Regions from separate parts of the Macaca mulatta genome. Here region 1 is linked to region 2. A link is a contact called in public Hi-C data. All regions are on one chromosome and are shown on one strand. Each heading gives the region's core, a stretch centred on a gene start, on an enhancer-like site or on the middle of the called end of the contact. The rest is flanking DNA. Distances are from core to core; before and after follow the strand shown. Region 1 holds the start of LOC144329795. Region 2 holds the start of TDP1 (tyrosyl-DNA phosphodiesterase 1).

What was found. Hi-C and Micro-C count contacts between places; a contact is called where the count stands out from the background.
Region 1: a Hi-C map of cortical neurons shows a contact between it and region 2, with 2.7 times the contacts expected there. The contact joins the promoter of LOC144329795 here to the promoter of TDP1 in region 2. A contact is called at or near these places in 3 of 14 Hi-C or Micro-C datasets (CD4 T cells, cortical neurons and liver).

The regions. Positions count from the first base shown.
Region 1 is chr7:163,323,159-163,327,739 of T2T-MMU8v2.0, forward strand. It overlaps LOC144329795, which reads left to right and starts at 1,339. Exons shown (of 3, transcript XM_077938828.1): 1 at 1,339-1,397; 2 at 1,583-2,092; 3 at 2,514-2,748. The coding sequence starts at 1,339. The coding sequence ends at 2,748. KCNK13 (potassium two pore domain channel subfamily K member 13) reads left to right here and starts at 2,856. Exons shown (of 2, transcript NM_001261646.1): 1 at 2,856-3,603. The coding sequence starts at 3,270. It also overlaps the pseudogene LOC144329703.
Region 2 is chr7:163,212,503-163,216,928 of T2T-MMU8v2.0, forward strand. It overlaps TDP1 (tyrosyl-DNA phosphodiesterase 1), which reads left to right and starts at 2,273. Exons shown (of 16, transcript NM_001257779.1): 1 at 2,273-2,310. It overlaps EFCAB11 (EF-hand calcium binding domain 11), which reads right to left and starts at 1,122. Exons shown (of 6, transcript XM_077941608.1): 1 at 924-1,122; 2 at 234-329. The coding sequence starts at 998.

The DNA.
Region 1 (4,581 bases), core at 89-2,588, 110 kb after region 2:
TACAGAAAACATATTTAAGAAAATAAATGAGAAAATAAATAGGCAAATCAGAGGTAGAAATATTTGCAAGATATGTATCTGAGAAAGGACTGGTATCCCGCATATATAAAGGATCTCTATAACTCAGTAACAGAGAAACTAATTTTATAAGTGGGCAAAATATTTCAACAGAAAATTCACAAGAGAAGGTACACAAGTGGCCAGCAAGCACATTAGGGAAATGCAAATTAAAACCACAGTGAGATATCGCTACATCCACCAGTATTTTTAGACATCAGGGAAATGTAAATTAAAACCACAGCAAGATATTGCTACATCCACCAGTAGTTTTAAAATTAAAATGACTGATACTGCCAAATGTTGACAAAGATACGGAGCATCCAGAACTATTGTACACTGTCAGTACAGCTGCTTTGGGAAAATGTCGGGCAGTTTCTCATAAAACGAAATACATATGTACCCTCTGACCCAGCAATTCCACTCCTAGGTCTTTACGTAAGAAATATGAAAACATATGTCTACATAGGTGTACAAGAATGTTCCTAACAGTTTTATTTATGATGACCAAAATTTTATAACAGTTCTCCTTTCTATCAATAGAAGGAGAAAGAATAAAACTATGGTATATCCAAACAATGAAAAACTAGCAATAAAGAGGAAGGAATTACTAAGATATATAACATGGGTAAATCTCAAAAACATGTTTTCCACAAGAGAGTACATACCGGCATGATTCCATTTATATGGAGATTTAGAGAAAAAAAAAAAAACTGAGTTCTATAAAAGCGAAAGTAATCGATGGCAGAAAAATTCTGAACAGTGGTTTCCTCTGGAGGAATGTGGGTGGGGAGTTACAGGGAAGGGACTTCGGGGAACTCTGACCTGTTGATGATGTTTGGTTGGTGGGTTGGATAGGTGATTTGCAGAGGTGTACGCATTTGTCAGAACGCACCTAATGATACACTTAAGATTTATGCATTTCACTGTATGTAAATTTTATCCGAAAAGGAAAAAAATTCTGTAAGTAAATATTGAACCCTACGTAGTGATATGCAGGCAGAAGTACTGGGGATGAGGGCGGAAGTGTACCAAGCTCTGCAACTTACTCTGAAATGCATCCAAACCCGATGGGTTGATGGATGGACAGAGGGACGGATAGGTATCTAATAAATCAAGTATAGTAACATGTTAATTGTAGAATCTAGGTGGTAGGTATACGGGTGTTCACTGTAAAGTTCTTTCAACTTTTAGAATGTTTGAAAGTTTTCATAATAAAATGAATTTAAAAGGTAATTGCGGTACTCACCCTGGGTGTATACACAGGCACCTATTCTCGCGATGCCCCTAAAGCTCTTGCCCCTCAGAAGGCTAGATGAAAGAGGGGCATTGGGGAGTGAGTAACAGAGCCGAGAGGACTGCTAACAGCACCAGGGTTTCTGATGAAAATGCACTCACCAGAGCTGTGTTTCATTATTCGAAATCATACGGTTTTACTCAACAGGGCTCCTAGCCCTTCTGTCTCTGCTCCTGGTGCGTAAGGGTGGTGTGTGGGGCTCTGAGTCTGGGACTGCTCTCTCGGAAGGTGGGAAGATGCCCACGTATCCATTCCTCTCCGCGTGCAGATTCGCTCCCACACGCCCGGGCGGGTGATTCCGGAGGGCCGCGCGGGGCTGTCTGCGCGGGCGGGGGCGGGATGTGTCTGGAGGAGGCAGAGCGCCCTCTCCCGGTCCCGGAGGGCCCACGCGGCCCGGTTGAGCGTCCCACCAGCCGGTTCTGCATTCACTCCCCAGATCTGCGCGCCCTGGTGGGAGCACTGCAGCCCCTGGTCGGCCTTCCAAACGCCAGGCGTCTACTGGCGGAGACCAGCGCAGGAGGCGGGCCCGCGCGCAAGGAGGCGGGCGACAGGGTGGAGTCGCCGCAGCTGGCAGCCGCACGGCTCCACCTGTTGCCGCGTCGAAGCGCGCCCGCCTGAGAAGGCAGAGCGCGGTGCGGACCTGTGCTCCCCGCGCCGGCCGGCAGGGCAGGGCCGCGGCTGCCAGGAGGCCCGGGAACAGTCCCGACGGAGCGGCGCGGAGAGGGCGCTCCCCGGAAGGTGAGATCTACAAGGCGGGGTTTCGGGGAGGGGGCCCTGGCGGTTTGCTGGAGAGCATGCTGATGGTGTGCGTGAGGTGGGGGATGCCTTCTGCGCGGACCCCGCGTCCAGGCAAAACTCTGGAACGCACTAAGCAGCCAAGCCCGGGTGGAAGAGATGGAACTCTCCAAGGTCAAGGTCTCCTGGCCGCGGGGCCCTTACAGCCCCCAGTCTTTGGCCTCCTCTCTGGAAGCGGGGCTGGCTCGCAGTGCGGGCTTGGTCCGGGCGGAGCCCACTAGTAGGCGCAGAGGACGCCCCCGCGCAGGATCCAGAGACCAAGGGTGCTCTGGCATGGGCAAGGCGAGGCCGGCTGCCCGGGGGAGATGCCCCTAACTTCCTTCGCTCCCTGTTCCAACCTCCCTTTCTGGTCTCCTCTCTCCAGCCTGTCCGCGCAACGGATGCGCAGCGTTGGGGCCCGGCGGGAGGTCGGAGCCCGCGGACGCCGCTCAGTACAACCCCTCTCTCCTTGCGCCCACCCTGGACCCGCTCCATCCCTAAGCCCCAGCAGCCGATTCGGTGACTCGGGAGGCCACAGGCTCAGCGCGACACCACGACCACAACTAGGACGCACCACCGTCGGTCTACCTGGGGAGGCACCTACAAAGCCAGCAGACTGACGCCCGCGTCTTAGCCGTCGGTGGCCTGAGAAGCGATAGTCAAAGGAACCAGGACCCAGTGGCTCTGCTTACCCGCCGACCTCCGGACCCCCTCGACCTTCTCTTCGGCGGAAACTCGACTTCGCTCGAGCTTGCCCTGAAGACGCGCCACGCCCCCTCCCCTACCTAAGCCAGACAGGGAGCAGGGATGGAAACGGCGTCCGCAACCCAGCGCCAAGCAGACGTGGACTCTGCGCCCGCTCCCCGGGACCTTCGGCGTTAAGGAGAACCCCGAAGAGAGCGGGGGGAGTGGAGGGGAACGGCGGCGACAAAGCGGATTTGAAACTAGGCGTCAAGGAGGACGTGGGGAGCTGGCGCCGCAGGAGCTACCGAGGCGGCGGCCGGGGGAGCCTCGCGGCCTGCGGGAGCTCCCGGCGGTCATGGGCGAGTCGGCGGTGGGGCGCCTGGGAGCCGGCTGAGCGCCGGGGCCCTTATTTCCCGGGGGAGGGCGAGACTCCGCTGGCGCCCCTGGGGGCCCGGCCATGGCCGGTCGAGGTTTCAGCTGGGGCCCGGGCCACCTGAACGAGGACAACGCGCGCTTTCTGCTGCTGGCCGCGCTCATCGTGCTCTACCTGCTGGGCGGCGCCGCCGTCTTCTCCGCGCTGGAGCTGGCGCACGAGCGCCAGGCCAAGCAGCGCTGGGAGGAGCGCCTGGCCAACTTCAGCCGCGGCCACAACCTGAGCCGCGACGAGCTGCGCGGCTTCCTCCGCCACTACGAGGAGGCCACTCGGGCCGGCATCCGCGTGGACAACGTCCGCCCGCGTTGGGACTTCACCGGCGCCTTCTACTTCGTGGGCACCGTCGTGTCCACCATAGGTAAGTGTGCTGGCCGGACTCGCTGACAACCTCCGGGCGGCCTCCACTTCCTCTCGGGGGGAGGGGGCAGGACCGACCCTCTCAGCCTTTCATTCATCCATCTGGGCACCCAGCCCGACTGCACTGACATGAGCTGTAGCCTGATCAACAGTTGGTATTGCCTCCCCGCTGCTCTAATGTGGTCCAGGCACCGGCAGCTTCAGCGTCACCTGGCAGCTTGTTAGAAATGCGGTCTCAGTCCCCTCTGCAGACCTGCTGAGTCAGAATCTGCCTGTTAACAAAGTCCCCAAAGGATTGGAATGATCCTTAAGTTGGAGACGCTCTGCTCTGGGAGATTTTCAGTCTCATGAAGGAGACAGGGCTTGAGTTCATGGGGAGGAAAGCTTTTACAGATAGGGACAGGAAACTGAACATTTACTGAGTCAGTTAGAGGGGAAGTGCAGGTTTTAAAACATTCTGCCCTCGACTTCACACCGAGAAAAAATCAGAACACCAGACTGGAAGTGAGGAAGCCAAAGTGCCAATGACGGTTCAAAGGATGGAAAATTTCCCACCAGGAAGAACCAGGGAAGTGACCTTTGGCCTGAATCAGTTCGTGTTAGGCATAACTTGGGTTTGGGAACTGAAAGCGCGTTGCACCCTGGAGCAGGAGAGAGTCGCACTCAGGGGTCCCATGAGCTGGTTGGAGCGGTGGAAGGAAGACTAGGAAGGTCTGCTGACTAATGGGATGGAGGTGGGGGTAGGACCTTCACTGACAGACTGAGGAGCTGGAACTTATCTAGAGGCACCTGGGAGCCATTGAGAAGTTTTTAGCAAAGATGTAGCACAGCTACAATCAGTTGTGTTTATTTCCCAGCAGAAGGAAAATGATTTGGGGGAGTCTTTGCACCACACCCCTAAAGATTGTTCATCCTTGAAGAATAATCAAGTGATTAATGGGGGTTGGGGAAGATGCTGTAGAAATAAATTCTGAGGGAG
Region 2 (4,426 bases), core at 1,023-3,522:
GGTTATTAGCAGCCTGGTAGTGAGATAGGCTTGTGTAGGCTCCAGTGGAAAAGATTTCTACTTCATCTCTGGGCTGAGGTGTTAAGAGGAAGCTAAAATTCAGCACTGGGCACATCTCTGAAATTGCTTATAAAGCAATTTATAAACATCCTAAGCTAGCCCTGTGGACTTTTCTCAAGGTCCATTCACCACTGATCGTCTACCCCATCCCCAAATATATAAGAAAGCTCTACCTTGGAGGGCTTGTACCCAAACAGCATTACAACAGCAATTTTAAAGTCCTCTCTGCTGAGATATCCTTTGTGATCTTCATCACATGCCTTAAATACCTGAAGAACATTAAATAGCTTTAGTTAATTACACAGAAACTGTTTCTTCTTATTTTTATTACTAGTTTATATAATTTGGACCTCGAAAATCTAAAACTTGGCCCAGCGGTAGAGTATGAAAATAGAATTTCATTATCCCAATATTAATTCTCAAGAAAAATCAAAGATGGACTAAAATCTTCTTAAAGATGGGCTGAAATTTCCCTCAAGAAAGTAAAACCAGTTAATCGCTAGGATGACGCAAATTAATTCACTTAGACCACCGAGATAAATTCTACCCAAAATTCAGTCCTGGAGTTAGGAAGGTGAGGCAAAGGGGCTGGCTTTGAAAGGCGGGAGGAGAGATGCAGATTCGTGGTTACCATTAATAGACTATGTAGAGGGAAAGGAGAAGGAACTTGGAGGTAGCCGTAGTCCTGGACGGGGAGCCAGGAGCCCTGCAGCTCCAGGATCAGTCATTAACCACAACCCTTTGGACAGGTAGCCCAGGTCTTATCTGTACAACCCGGCAGAGAGAGACCCAGGCGCGGGGGAGAAAGCGAGAGGCCCAGGGCAAGCTGAAGTCCGAGGCTCAGTCGCCCTCCGGACACCTACTTCCACCCACATCCTGTGTTCCGAGGGACTGGCTTCCCACGTCGGCGACCTGGCTCTGGCCTCGGAGAAGAACATCGCGACTGCAACAACCGAACCCCAGCACCCCAAACACGGCCCACTGCTGCCCCGGCCTGGCTCGCAGCCTAACGCGGCCACGCCCGCCGCGGCTCAGGAAGCCGAACTTCACCGCGCAACTCCGTCGTCTCCTCCCATTGGACAACCTGCCAGCCCACTCGCGTTAATCCCGCAGGGCTATTGGCCAGAGCCTTTGTTTAATCAAGTTTCCTAGGAGCCGCCCTGGCAGTGAGGCGCCCAGGCCTGCCCCCAGCACTTGGCTCCGCCCCCTCTGTCCCCTTTACTAGTTGCGTGTGGCCGGAAATCCAAGCGCTTCTAGGTGCTGGTTCAATGCCTGGTTCATGATTTATTTCATTCTCTCCCTCCATCTTGCAGTAAGTTACTTTTAATCATTTAGATCTATGACACTATGCTAAACATCATTGGAGACAAAAAGAGTGTGAACAAACATAAAGACAACCAAACGAAAAGAGCCAAGTCCGGGATTCTCGTTCAGATCAGCAAGTCATTGAGATCGAGCTCCCAGGGTAGCTACTACATCTGCTCTGTCCTCCAGATAACCCCAGCACCTAGCACTGTACATGGCACAAAGTAGATCTTCAATGAACGAACGAAACGAGCCGTTATGTTTACACAAATGTATTTCACTCAGTCCTCTGGAAGACATGCCTAGTTTGAGGGAGATTCCAAGAATAAATACCACAAATAGCACAGAGCCCAAATCCCACAGCAAACATCCTTATTGAAGGCAAGGACTGTGGGGCGAGTTCCGTTTCTCAGAAGATTTTAAAAGAACGCAACTGTTTCGAAGAAGGAACAGACATTCGAAGTTCTGAGTCCAGTGGGAACTCATTTAACATTTTATTTTACAGCAGATTTCAAAGTCTGCACCCAGCCCTTCCCAGGACACAGGTCTCCTTGCAGCTGCCTTTATCCTAAGCGTATCCTCTCTCCACTTTAAACCAAACGCCGCTGCATGGAGTCCTGGGAGCTTGAGCCATGAGAATTCCGTAAAGAGGGTGAGTCTTGCTCGTAGTTAACTAGAGAGAAGTTAGGGGACGCCTTTCTGGTTCGCTATTCGTTTTAAGAAGTCTCCAGGAGGTCAGCCAAGAGCTAGGGGAGACGAGGTCTCCCGAGCCCCGTCCTGGGTAGACACCCGGCGGGCTTTAGGACCCAGCGGTGCGCTCCCCGGAAGGGGAAGGGGCCGGACCTCGAGCCCCGCGACGCTGCCCCGAGGGTTTCAACTGCGCGCATGCGCGGCGGCCGCCGAAGGGGCGGGATCCGAGGCGAGCGTGAGTTCGGTGCGCCTCAGGTACGTGTTGGGCGGCAGCGGGCGCGGAGTCGGTGCGGTCTCTCGAGGGCTGCGGTCGGGCCCGGGAATCTGCTCCTGACCGGTCGCGGTTCGCGGGCTGCTGGGGTCCTGCAGGGCTGGAGGCGGACCGCGAGGAAGCGGCGCGGCTGGGAAGACGGGGCAGGGTCGCCTCGGCCCCTGGGCCTCGGTTTCCTCCGATCACAGCGTCTCAGGGGGCGCGCACAGGCGCCGCGGAGACCTGTGTCCTGCCTGGGCGCGGCGCTAGGGGCCCCTGCTGGGGTTTTTATTCCCAGACCTAAGCTTACAGGTGCGTGGTCCCAGAAAGTGAGTAGGAAGTCCCAGAAAGTGAGTAGGAAAGCGCCCACCACGTGCCAGACGCTTAAGCTTTCTGTGCTTGGTTTCTCAGTATAGGAGGACGGTCACGGTACGTAGTATAGAGTTGTCTTGAGGGTGAAGCGAGTTTACACCCGATGAGGCCCTTCGAATCGTGCCTGGCCGGCCCCAGATGATCGCACAGTAAGGTTGGCAGCTGCTGTTATCACTTCCTCACCTTCCGAATCGGCTCCCGTCGAACGCCTTCAGCAAGAGCCCTCTCACTTCGTCTCCAAACCGTTCTCCACAGAGTTGGAGCGCACACAGTTGTATTAAAAAGGCAAATCGAAGGCCGGGCGCGTTGACTCACGCCTGTCATCCCAGCACTTTGGGAGGCCGAGGCGGGTGAATCACTTGAGGTTAGGAGTTCGAGATCAGCCTGGCCAACATGGTGAAACCCCGTCTGTACAAAAATTAGCCGAGCATGATGGCGGGTGCTTGTAATTCCAGCTCCTCAGGAGGCTAAGGTGGGAGAATTGCTTGAACCTGGGAGGCGGAGGTTGGAGTGAGCCGAGATTGTGCCATTGCACTCCAGCCTGAGTGGCAGAGCGAGACTCTGTCTCAAAAAAAAATAAATGCAATTCGGATTCCCCTTCTTAAAGCCCTAAGTGAGACCCCATTGTTCATAGCATAAAATCCAATTTCTTTAATGGGTCTTCTCCCCTCACCCCCTTCATCGTGGACCGTTGCCTGCCTTGCCTAAGTCCTTTTTTATGATCTCTTTCCCATCTCTGCAGGCTGGGTACCCTCTAGTTGGAATGCTCTGCACCCCATCATTTAGACAGCAGGTTCCTTTTGGCCCTCTGGGTCTCATTTATATGTTACTTCTTCAGCATATTCCCAAGATCACCCCTATTTTTCTGTCTCATACTTATAAAATGTAATGAATGTCTAACTCATCTTGGCTATTAAAATTTTTATATGTGGGTCTGTCTCTTCTGCCCTGAAATTATGCTCTGCTAGGATAGAAACTATATTGTTAAGGCCTCATTCCCAGTTTTCAGTACATAATGACTGCCCAGTAAGTTGTTGAATGAATGCACTCCAGGGGGTAAGCCTGATAACCATTTTACAGACTAAAAAACCGAGGCTCAGCAGTTAACTAACCTGCCCGAGTGCACATTTACTCCCTAGTCATGGCTCGGTTTGAGACAGGGCCCATGCTGCCTTTGGCCACACAGGAACTCAACTGAGGAGCCTGGCTCCCGGGCCCACCTGATGGTTTTTAAGCTCCATGAGAAGGAGCAACTGGAGGTGAAAGAGAAATGCCCCAGCTGGGTCTGGTATAGTGGGGAGTGAGGAAACAGCAGCTCTAAATTGAGTACCTTTCATATCCACAACATGTTTTAAAGTCCTTAATAAAAGCACTAGCAGTGTCCTGAGCTAGCGTTTGGTGGGAAAATTTCTTTAGATTTTTCATGTTAGTACAGTGTTTGCCAAATTTCAATCACACTCACCTGCCTTCTCCCCAGTTTGTTTTATTCCCTTAACACATATGACACGGGATTTTTTTCAGGGCCGCTTCGCCAGCTGGAGACCTCCAGCCCTGGGCTGGCCGCAGGAGGTGCCCTGCCCACTCAGCCTGGCATTGTGCGTTTGGCTTTCCTCCTGGCCCAGATCCCGTGGCCACTATGCACGCTCAGCCTGCAAGGAGTGGGTGTATGAGTGAGCCTGGAGGCCTGGATGGCTGTTCCAAGTGCTGGCCCAGGCACAGACTCCATGCAGGACTGTGGATGGCCTGGGC